Linked DNA regions of Mus musculus: region 1 is linked to region 2. Evidence: chromatin contacts called from public HiChIP or PLAC-seq data. All regions are on one chromosome and are shown on one strand. Each heading gives the region's core, a stretch centred on a gene start, on an enhancer-like site or on the middle of the called end of the contact. The rest is flanking DNA. Distances are from core to core; before and after follow the strand shown.

The links. HiChIP or PLAC-seq counts read pairs in DNA pulled down with a chosen protein or histone mark.
Region 1: an H3K4me3 HiChIP or PLAC-seq map of pro-B cells shows a contact between it and region 2, with 4 times the contacts expected there. The contact joins the enhancer-like site here to the promoter of Dnm1l in region 2. A contact is called at or near these places in 11 of 39 promoter capture datasets (the 3T3-L1 cell line, 3T3-L1-derived adipocytes, the C10 cell line and 5 more), 1 of 15 datasets of contacts at CTCF or cohesin (large pre-B cells), 4 of 484 Hi-C or Micro-C datasets (cerebral cortex, cortical neurons, embryonic stem cells and 1 more), 12 of 115 datasets of contacts at active chromatin or transcription factors (the 230-238 cell line, bone marrow-derived dendritic cells, bone marrow-derived macrophages and 4 more) and 4 of 9 other capture datasets (adipose tissue, embryonic stem cells, liver and 1 more).

Annotation. Positions count from the first base shown.
Region 1 is chr16:16,852,667-16,857,790 of GRCm38.p6, forward strand. It overlaps the pseudogene Gm5768. Among named protein-coding and RNA genes, the nearest start is that of Igll1, 8.8 kb to the right of the region's middle. Within about 2 kb of position 3,100, at least 30 of the 459 cell types and tissues checked have an H3K27ac peak or open chromatin away from gene starts, as enhancers often do. A contact at or near this core is called in pre-B cells and pro-B cells, where this site is marked.
Region 2 is chr16:16,355,295-16,360,323 of GRCm38.p6, forward strand. It overlaps Dnm1l (dynamin 1-like), which reads right to left and starts at 3,737. Exons shown (of 21, transcript NM_001360008.1): 1 at 3,470-3,737. The coding sequence starts at 3,571.

The sequences.
Region 1 (5,124 bases), core at 1,850-4,349, 500 kb after region 2:
CACGAATCCTTTCAACTTGCATAATCTGTGCCAGAAGTTGGAGAATGATCCCAGGACAAGAAGGCTGCTCAGTAACTCCACCTACAGGGAACTCAGAGAGCAGCTACAGAACAAGCCTTCAGACCTGGGCACGAAACTACAGGATTCCTGGTCACTACTTGCAGTGTCCTTCTTGGGGTTGATCTGGGCAGTATGGATGAAAAAGTAGCAACACCCTCACCCCACCTCCTCCCAAAAAGGAGGCCAAGTCAGAACCTATGGAAGAAGATCTTCCAGAGAATAAGAAACAGGCACTGAAATAAAAGGAGTTGAGAAATGATGCCTATAAGAAGAAAGATGTTGACAAGGCCCTGAAGCATTATGACAGGGCCAAGGAAATGGACCTGACCCTACCAGTATGACTTACATAACTAATCAAGCTGCTGTGCACTTTGAGAAGGGCGACTACAACAAATGCTGGGAGCTCTGTGAGAAGGCCTTTGATGTGGGCAGAGAGATCCAAGAGGACTACAGACAGATGGCCAAAGCTTATGCCTGAATTGGCAATTCCTATTTCAAAGAGGAAAGGTACAAGGATGCTATCCATTTCTACAAGTCTCTGGCAGAGCACCGAACCCCAGACGTGCTCAAGAAGTGCCAGCAGGCAGAGAAAATTCTGAAGGAACAAGAGCGACTGACTTATATCAACCCTGGCTTGGCTTTGGAGGAGAAGAACAAGGGCAGTGAATGCTTCCAGAAGGGGTGGAAGGCCATGAGGCACTATACAGAAGCCATTAAAAGGAACCCAGGAGATGCCAAACTGTACAGCAACTGAGCTCCTGGAGTTTCAGTTGGACTCAAGGACTGTGAAGAGTGCAACCTTCATCAAGGGTTATATAGGGAAAGCATAAAGGACTATTCAGAAGCCATAGGTGTGTACCAAACGGCATTAGACCTGGACTCCAGCTGTAAGGAAGCAGCAGGTGGTTACCAACACTGTATGATGGCACAGTACAACGGACATGATAGCCCTGAGGATGTGAAGAGTCTGGCCATGGCTGACCCTGATGTGCAGCAGATAATGAGTGACCCAGACATGAGGCTCATCCTGAAGTAGATGCAGAAGGATCCCAGGTTCTGAGCAAATACTTAAAGAATCCTGTAATAGCACAGAAGATCCAGAAGCTGATGGACATGGGTCTGATTGGAATTTGGTAATAACTTGCTTTTCCACTCTTCCCTGCACTGATAAGGAAAGGCAAGCTGGGACGGTGGTGAGCAGCACTGGGTAGAGAGGGGAGAAGAAAGGTTTATCTTTGTATTTATACATGTCTACAAGGAAGACAGACTCGTCCAGCACGACCTCGGGCCCTCCCAACACACACATGGTTCACTGCTGCCCTCAATTCCAAGTGTCCTTCCCTGACCACTCCCAGCCTCCCCATCACTGTCTCAGCTGCTCTCTTATAGTTGGTTATTTTTTATTTAAGGTCAGTGGGTGCATACGGGGAGGGAGGGGTATTCTTCCCTACTGAGGGTCCCAGCTGTCTTTATTTGTTCTCACCTATGTCCCTCCTCAATTAAACAAGCCACTCAGGTGTGATTTAAAAAAAAAAAAGCCCAGCTAGCTTAGTTGGTAGAGCATGAGACTCTTAATCTCAGAGTCATGGGTTCAGGCCTCATGTTTGGCACCATCTATAGTGTGCAGTTATAAATCAAACAGTTCACGATGTGGCTGGCTAGGCACTGGCAACTGCAGTCTCACCTGCTCCCATGGTTCCCAGTTCCCACAGCTAGTTTGCTGCCAGGCTGTTCACACTTCCCAGGTCATCTACCCACTGTGGCAAGCCTGCAGAAAGCCTGCTATTGCTAGCTCAGATTCCCTTAGCCCTATAAAATGATAACACCACAGACTTTTACTATACCATCCAGATTTATAACAGTAATTCTCCAACCCCAAAATGCCCATGCAAAGAACACATAATATAACTGGTATAAATTCAAACTGCACACCTAGATCAAGCAAATGTATCTTACATTACTTTTTTCCATCTATGAAATCCCTAGCTACTTGTGGCTCATCCAGGCCACATGGTTCTGTTTCATCTTCCTTTTCCTCCATCTTCTCTCAGTCCTCCATCATCTCTCTTCCTCTCTCTCTCTCTCTCTCTCTCTCTCTCCCTCTCTCTCTCTCTCTTTGTGTGTGTGTGTGTGTCCCCTCTCTAACTTTCAGCTCCACCTTTTCCTTCCACTCTCCAATCCGATGCTGCATGTGCTTCCACTTATGGTGCAGGAGTAAACCGTGAAGACACTCCGAAGCTGGTGACCTCCTAGGACAATAGCAGATGTTTCCAGGGTGAGCACATTGTTTCATAGCCCTACAGAGCTTTTGGAGAGTAGGTGCCAGCAGGGGGCGATATAGGATATGCCCCAAAGCTCAAAACGTTACAGAATAAAGTAATATCACACACACAAAGTAAAAACCAAATACAGGAGCTTACATGAGGAGCTTCAGCACGTCTCTCCCACCTGTGCAGACCAGAAATAACCAATGGAGAAGCCATGAGAGTCTGGATGGTTTCAGAGAGCTCCTTAAGCTATTGAGTTGTTTACTTGCAGAGTTTTGACGGACTTCCAGAAGTGTGGAATATTTCCTAACTCCCTTTAGAACATCCCGAGTCTTCTATGCACAATACCAAGCTTCAGATTCATTTCAGATCCAAATTAACAATCACTGCCTCATACTCCACTGAAGATGCAATACACATCTTTTCTCTGACTGAATCTGTGCTGGATAGTTTTATGTCAACTTTATGTCAAGCTGAAGTCATTTGAGAAAAGTAAACCTCAACCAAGAAGATTCCCCCACCTGTGGGCAAGCCTGTGGTGCACTTTCTTGATTGCTGATTGGTATGGAAGAGCCCAGACAATTGTGGGTGGTCCCGCTCCTGCCCTGGACCAATGGGTCCAGGGTGTATAAGAAAGCAAGTTGAGTAAGAGAGAGGCACAAGCCTGTAAGCAATGTTCCCCCACAGCCTCTGCATTAGTTCCTATCTTGAGTTCCCACACTGACTTTCCCTGGATGGTGGAATACAAGCTGTAAGCTAAAATAAGCTCTCCTCCCTCAAGCTCATGTTAGTCATGTTTTATCACAATTGAACCCATAACTAGGACAGAAATTGGCACCAAGTCTTAGAGTGTGAAAACTTGCTTGACTGGGTAAATTAAGACTGGTCAGTTAAGGCTGCAAATAAACTAAGGTTAAGAAGAAACCAGCATTAAGGAAGCAGAACCTTCTGGGAAGTGTTTCCTCGGGGTCAGCACACAAACCTATAGTGCAAACAGGTCCAAGCCTGGACCTCGTGCTGGCAAACAAACCTGGTAATGTGTGGGATTAAAACCATGCCAGGAGCCGGGCGTGGTGGCGCACTCGGGAGGCAGAGGCAGGCGGATTTCTGAGTTCGAGGCCAGCCTGGTCTACAGAGTAAGTTCCAGGACAGCCAGGGCTATACAGAGAAACCCTGTCTCAAAAAAAAAAAAAAAAAAAAAAAAAAAAAAAAAAAAAAAAACACATGCCAGGAAGTTTGTTAAGGTAAAGCAGGTCAAGAGGAAGAGACTCGTGGGCACACACCTGAGGCTTAGGTGACTCCCAGCTCCCTGCCAGACTCCTGACTTGGAACACATGCCATGCTTCTCTCACATAAAAGAAACGTGGCCTATGGTCACATAGGCTCAAAACAGAGTTCTCCATGCTAATGAGGAACCTAGGCCGGGAGGGCTTAAGCCCATAAGCTTCTCTTCCTAGACATTCCTCCCTGCAAAAGGAATTTAATCTCAGGCCCACCCTGAGAAGTGGTTTTATGCATCAATTTTCCATCATCGACTGTCTCTTTCATCAAGATTCACCATGAGGAACCTGGAGAAGGTCTTTGTCTACAGAGCCACATCCTGTAGAAGGCCTCTCTGCACTCCCAGCCACAACTGCCACCAAACCTGCCTCTGTTAAGCAAAGGACACTCACCCCATGAGACAAGCCAGAGCTCTCCTTCCTCCCCACCCCCTCCCCAGCCCCAGCTAGATGCTGTCCCCAGGCCATGTGGCCCCTGACTCTGTTCTCTGCTCTTCTGTGACTTCCAGTGGCGCCTAGATGTCCAAGAGTCTAAGAACCCCATGGCCCTGGCAATGTCACAGACCCAAGGACCCCTAAATCAGGTCCGACTTTCCCTCATCTCAGACTGTGCTTTCCTATCCCAGGAGCACTTCCCTACAGCTCGTGAACTCACCCGGAAGGCAGCACAGGGTAATCTCAGTCAAACTCCCCAAGTTCCTCCTCCCCAAGCAGCCGTGCCCTGCAGCTGAGCAGACTCAGGCCGACAGTAATGTGTAAGTTTCCCAGGTAATACTGGTTGTGAAGGCATAAAGAGTCATGGAGAGCTGCCGAGTCTTGGCACCATGAAGAGCTTGCTGGTAAACGTGTAGCCTAGGTTGAAGTAGGAGCATTCGAACTGAAAGGGTCTTAGAGAGAAGTTGACACTTGACAACATATAGCAGGACCAGAGTCCCTGCAGATGGCCCAGGAGACTGTTGGTGAAAGTGCAACTCGATTGCAACAGGAGCCTGCAGAATGTTAGAGATGACAATATCATGGGATAACCACCAGGAACAGCAGCAACTCTGTGGTATAGAGCTGGCCTGAGCCTCTGATGGGTGATGCATATGCTTGGCCAGCCCTTGGGAACTAAGAAGTCCCAAAGGCCTGACGTCGAGCTTTACAACATCGAGCTTTACAACATGAACCTTTACCCTGTTTGACTTTGATTTTGCCTTGATCTGATTGTGATGCTGCCTGGTCCTTCCCTCTTGGAATATGAAAATATTTAACTATTTCGTATTTTACAGGAGCCCATAGTTAAGAAGCTTTGGAATTTTACAGATATTTGGAGTTTCAGAGAGACTGGATATTGTAAGAGACTGAACTTTTAAAGTATTGAAATTTTTAGGGACTGTGAGACCCTTAAAATTAGAATATTGTATATTGTGATGTTGATATTGATATGAAACCTTAGGAACAACAAGAAAGCAAAGGTTATGCTGAATTATTTGTGAGTGAAGTTGACAAAGGGTCAATTGTGCTTGCTAGGTTAA
Region 2 (5,029 bases), core at 2,487-4,986:
ATCAAAGGAATCACACTGAAATCAGTAACTACACAGTGCTGCCCACCATCCCCACTCCCTTTCAATATTCCTTAAAACACCAGTTGGAGCAATGAGGCAAGGGAAAGAAATTAGAAATTATCCCTATCTGCAGATGATACACCATACTTAAGAGCCAAAAATTACACCAGAAAATGACAGGATATAGAATCAACTTACAAAAAAACTAACCACTTGTCTATATAGGAAGAATAAATATAATATGACCTATTCCCATAGTATAGACACATTCCCACTCACAATAGCCTAGAAGAAAAAAAAAATCTAAGGAGAAATAACCAGGGAGGTAAAAAACAAAACAAAACAAAACAAAAAAACCCTATACAGCAAAAACTTTAAACCTTTAAAGAGACTGAAGACACTATAAAATAGAAAGCGTCCCATGTTCATGCTATATAGTTTACATAGAATTAATATTGTAAAAATGACCACTATACAAAAAAAGTTTACAGATTCAATGCAATCACAATCAAATTTCTATCTTATTCTCCACAGAAATAGAAAAAAATTTCTAAAATCTATACAGAATCATGCAATACCCCAGACAGCCAAAGCTATTGCAGTTTCTAGAGTAATTGCCATTCCAGATTATAAGATATACTATAGAGCCTTAGTAAAGTAATGGCACAAAAAGAGATACATAGACCAACAGAACAAAGAAAACAAAAACAGGAGGACATGTGACTACAGCCACCTTCTGATATTTGACAAAGATGCCAAAAACATGCAGTGAAGAAAAGATAGCATCTTCAAGAAATAGTGCTAAGAAAACTGGAAGTCCACATGTAGAAAAACAAAATGAGGATCATATCTGTCTATCACCTTGCACAAAAATCTAACTGCAAATGGATCAAAGACCTAAATGTAAAATCTGAAACCCTGAGACTGCTAGAAGAAAACGTGGGCAGTTCCTTACAGGATATAGGTAGAGAAAATGAGTTTCTGAATAGGATTCCATTTGTCTAAGAATTAAAACTAGCAAGTGGGACCTCATAAAACTAAAAAGCTTCTGTAGAACAACTGAAGAGAAAATTCATAGGATGGGAGAGAATCTTGCCAGCTATATTGCTGAGGGAAACTTAATATACAGAAGATATAAAGAACTGAAAAAAAAAAAAAAAAAACCTCAAGGGTCAAAAAAACTCATTCAAATAATGGACAATAGTTTCTCAAAAGAATCTATTCTTCTGTTCTCAAAAGAATAAGTCAAAATGGCTAAGAAATGTTGATTTAAGTGAATTAAATTAAATTTTAGATAGTAAGATCATCAAAGCTGAGTTTCAAAGGCCTTCCTTCTTCCCTCCATTACTCCTCTACTGGCTAACACTGTTGTGTGTAAGAAAGCCCATCTTGATTTTAATCTCTTTAATCTGATTCACTATATCCCTGATTCTTTTACTGGTTAAAATGTACTTGGAAATCTCTTAAGAGTATAAGGTTTCTGCTCTAAAGCTAGATCACAATTCTTGATTGTTATGAAAGAAAATTAACTAAGTCATCTTTTCTCATTTTATTTACAAAAAATAGTTCTTATTATAAAAGTCCCAATGAAGAGATACTTCAGCAGTTAAGAGAACTTGTTGCTCTTGCAAAGGACCTAAGTTCAGTTCCCAGCATGTTCATGGCAGTTCACAACCATTTGTATGGCAAGTTCCAGAAGATCAGTTGCCTTCTTCTGGCTTCCAAAGGAATTAACAGGCATTTGATACATATACATATACATAAACACAGGCAAATATTCATAAAGTAAAAATTAACTTAAAAACTAAATATCTCGTTACAATGAATAATATGCATCACTGAAAATCTTCTATAAGATCGCAGGAACAAAATACCAAAACAAACAAAAAACCAAATAGTACACTTGATAATTTGGTCTTCGGGCACAGCCAACATCAAGTGTTAATGCTGGATTATGCAGACATGACTGTCCGAAAACTATCTATGCCAACCCAGCAAATGGCCCCAAAATAATTCCTACTGCTTTAAATATTTAAAGGCCAATAATAATAATAAACTACAGGATGGTTTGAAGTATATGGATATCCTCTAATTTATTTCTTCTTATAATATTTATACACTTTCTGTAGTTAAGATGTAGCCATACAACCCATGGAAAACAGAGAAATCACCCATCACCTCAGAAGAAAAGAATATTAACAAATGGGAGCACCTAAAAGTATGTTTATAAAGGGGCTGGGGAGATGGCTTGGAGGTTAAGAGCAAAGGCTGCTCTTTTAGAGGACCTGGTTTCCAGCACCCACATGGCATCTCACAATCATTTGTAACTCCAGTTTCGGGGATCATATACTTTCTTCTAACCAGCACCAGGGAAAACACTCACATCATAAAAATTAAAAAAAAAAAAAATTCTGGGCATGGTAGTTTTTCAGTCAAGGGAGCTGAAGCAGGGGGAGTGCTATGAGTTTCAGCCAATTCAGGTAACAAGGTAAATTCTTAGCCAGCTTGAAGTACAGAGTAGGGCTCATCTCAAAAACAATTCTCGCCAGGTGTAGTGGCACACGCCTTTAATCCCTGCACTCGGGAGGTTGAGGCAGGCGGATTTCTGAGTTCGAGGCCAGCCTGGCCAAAGTGAGTTCCAGGACAGCCAGGGCTATACAGAGAAACCCTGTCTCGACGCCCCCCCCCCAAAAAAAAACAAAAACAAAAACAAAACAAAACAATTCTCCCCAGGAGGATAGAGGCACTGAATGGTCTTCCAGAAGTCAATTCCCAGCAACCACATGGTGGCATGGTGGCTCACAACCATCCATAATGGGATCTGATGCCCTCTTTTGGTGTGTCTGAAGACAGCGACGGCGTACTCACAAACATTAAAACAAACAAAACCAACAAAAAACGCCCTCCTCCCCTAAAGTTCTGTTGCTCCTCTTCAGTTCAAAGCAGGCATTTTTTTAAAAAATGAAACTCACATATCTCTGCTATTCTAGATATCTATTCAACATTCTTTCATACAAAATTTGGACTTATCGCCAATACCCCACATAAGGCCTGAGAACCTTATACCAAATTTGGGTCACAGTAACAAAATTACAAACACCAAAGTCATGGTGCTCCTTCCTAACTTTAGGCCTCCAACTACACCCGGGATTTTCTTTTAATCTTATTTTTACTTTGTAATAGCTCCGTGGGCCACCGACTCACCACTAGCTTGCTGCCTGTCTGCTCACAGCAACTCCTGAGTCCGTCGCGTCCTCAGCGGCCGGAAGGAAGCGACAGCCGCCCACACGCCCGCCCGCGCGTCCCCCGAGTGCCCTTGGGCCAAGCCGCGCCGGGCTGTAGGCTGCAGGGCCACTCAGTCCCGCTGAGCGCCCGGGAGCAGAGCGGAGCGCCGAGCTGCCGGCCTCCTCCTGGCGACACCTGCAGGCCTGCGGCCGAGCCAGGCCTCGCAATCGCGGCCTCATCTTACCTGCGTTCCCACTACGACGATCTGAGGCAGCTGGATGATGTCCGCACCCACTGTGTTGAAGACGTCCTGCAGCTTATTGATGACCGGGATCAGCGCCTCCATGACCCCCGAAACACTGGACCCCCAACCCAGCAGGCCACTGCAATGAATGGGGACTCGACCCACAGCCCGCTTGCTTCCTCTTCTCCTCCGCCCTTTCCTCGGGAGCCCGCACCCATTGGGCCGGGCCAGCACCCAGCCCGCTCCCGGCAGGCCACGCGCCACGACAGAGGTGGGCGCGCAAAGGCTGCCGGGAGATGTAGTTCAGGCTGAGTGGAACGCGAAGGCCTATTCTAGAAGGTTTCAGGTATCGACCTGAACTGGGCGGGTAAGGAAGCTGAGACCGTGAATCTGAGTCTACTATAGTCAAAATGCTAGCTAACAGCTAGATGAATAATGATTGTTAGAGTGTTATGTATGAGTATGCCTCCAGGAGTTGGGACACACCAATTTTATGGACAACCATGGAAGACTTAGACAAAAGGTTAACAAGGTCTGTACTACATAGTGAAATCCTGTGTTTATAAGAAGGGATAGAGTCGCCGGGCAGTGATGGCGCATGCCTTTATCCCAGCACTTGGGAGGCAGAGGCAGGCGAATTTCTGAGTTCGAGGCTAGCCTGGTCTACAGAATGAGTTCCAGGACAGCCAGGGCTACACAGAGAAACCCTGTCTCGAACCCCCCCCCCCTTCCAAAATAGGGATAGAGTCTATTAATTAACCAATGTCATTTCCTTATGAGAAGTACTACTTTATGAAGAGCAATCAAGGAAACTATAGGAAAACTTAAAAGAATGTCTCCAGACATTTCTACCGCTCCAGCCTACCCACCAAGAGAGTTTATCTGGTCAAAGTTCTGAGAGTGAATGATAAGCCCTTAGAACTAGACATTCGTATCACACACACCAACTACGACTTAAGGTACAATGCAGAAATGAAGGCAGAAAGAATATAAGAAACCAAGGATTGAGCAGCTGTCATCTACTTACAAAGCTGTAGTTGTAGCCTGAATACATAGCACTATATACCTGCACAAGATTGGGCCCTCCAGCTATCTATCATAGAAACAGGAGGTGCCCATGAAGCTCCATTCTTTCTAAAGGAGCAGTAACTGTGAATGTTTGCTGGAGTTGGGGATTAGCTTTTTCTATTAGTATACCCACTAGGACTAATAGGTGGGAAGAAGGAGTCCTAGAAAGGAAGGGGGAATATCAGAGGGTAATGAGGGTACCAAAATAATCACAATATACTGGATTTTAAGACTGTTAAACATAAATAAAACAGTAACTCAGAGCCACAAACTCCCCAGCCTGAGAGGAGTGAAAAGCCAAGCAAAACTTGTTGCTATCTATTCATGATAGCCATGAGCACTCATAGTCACAAAGTTGTGGATTGTATAACTGGAGGGGTTACTTACCATTCACCTGCAACATATGCCATAGGAGACAGGCTTTACTGTTCAGAACACAGATGGTGGCTGGTTAATAAGTTTTGAAAAACACATAAATGAAAGACTCTGAAG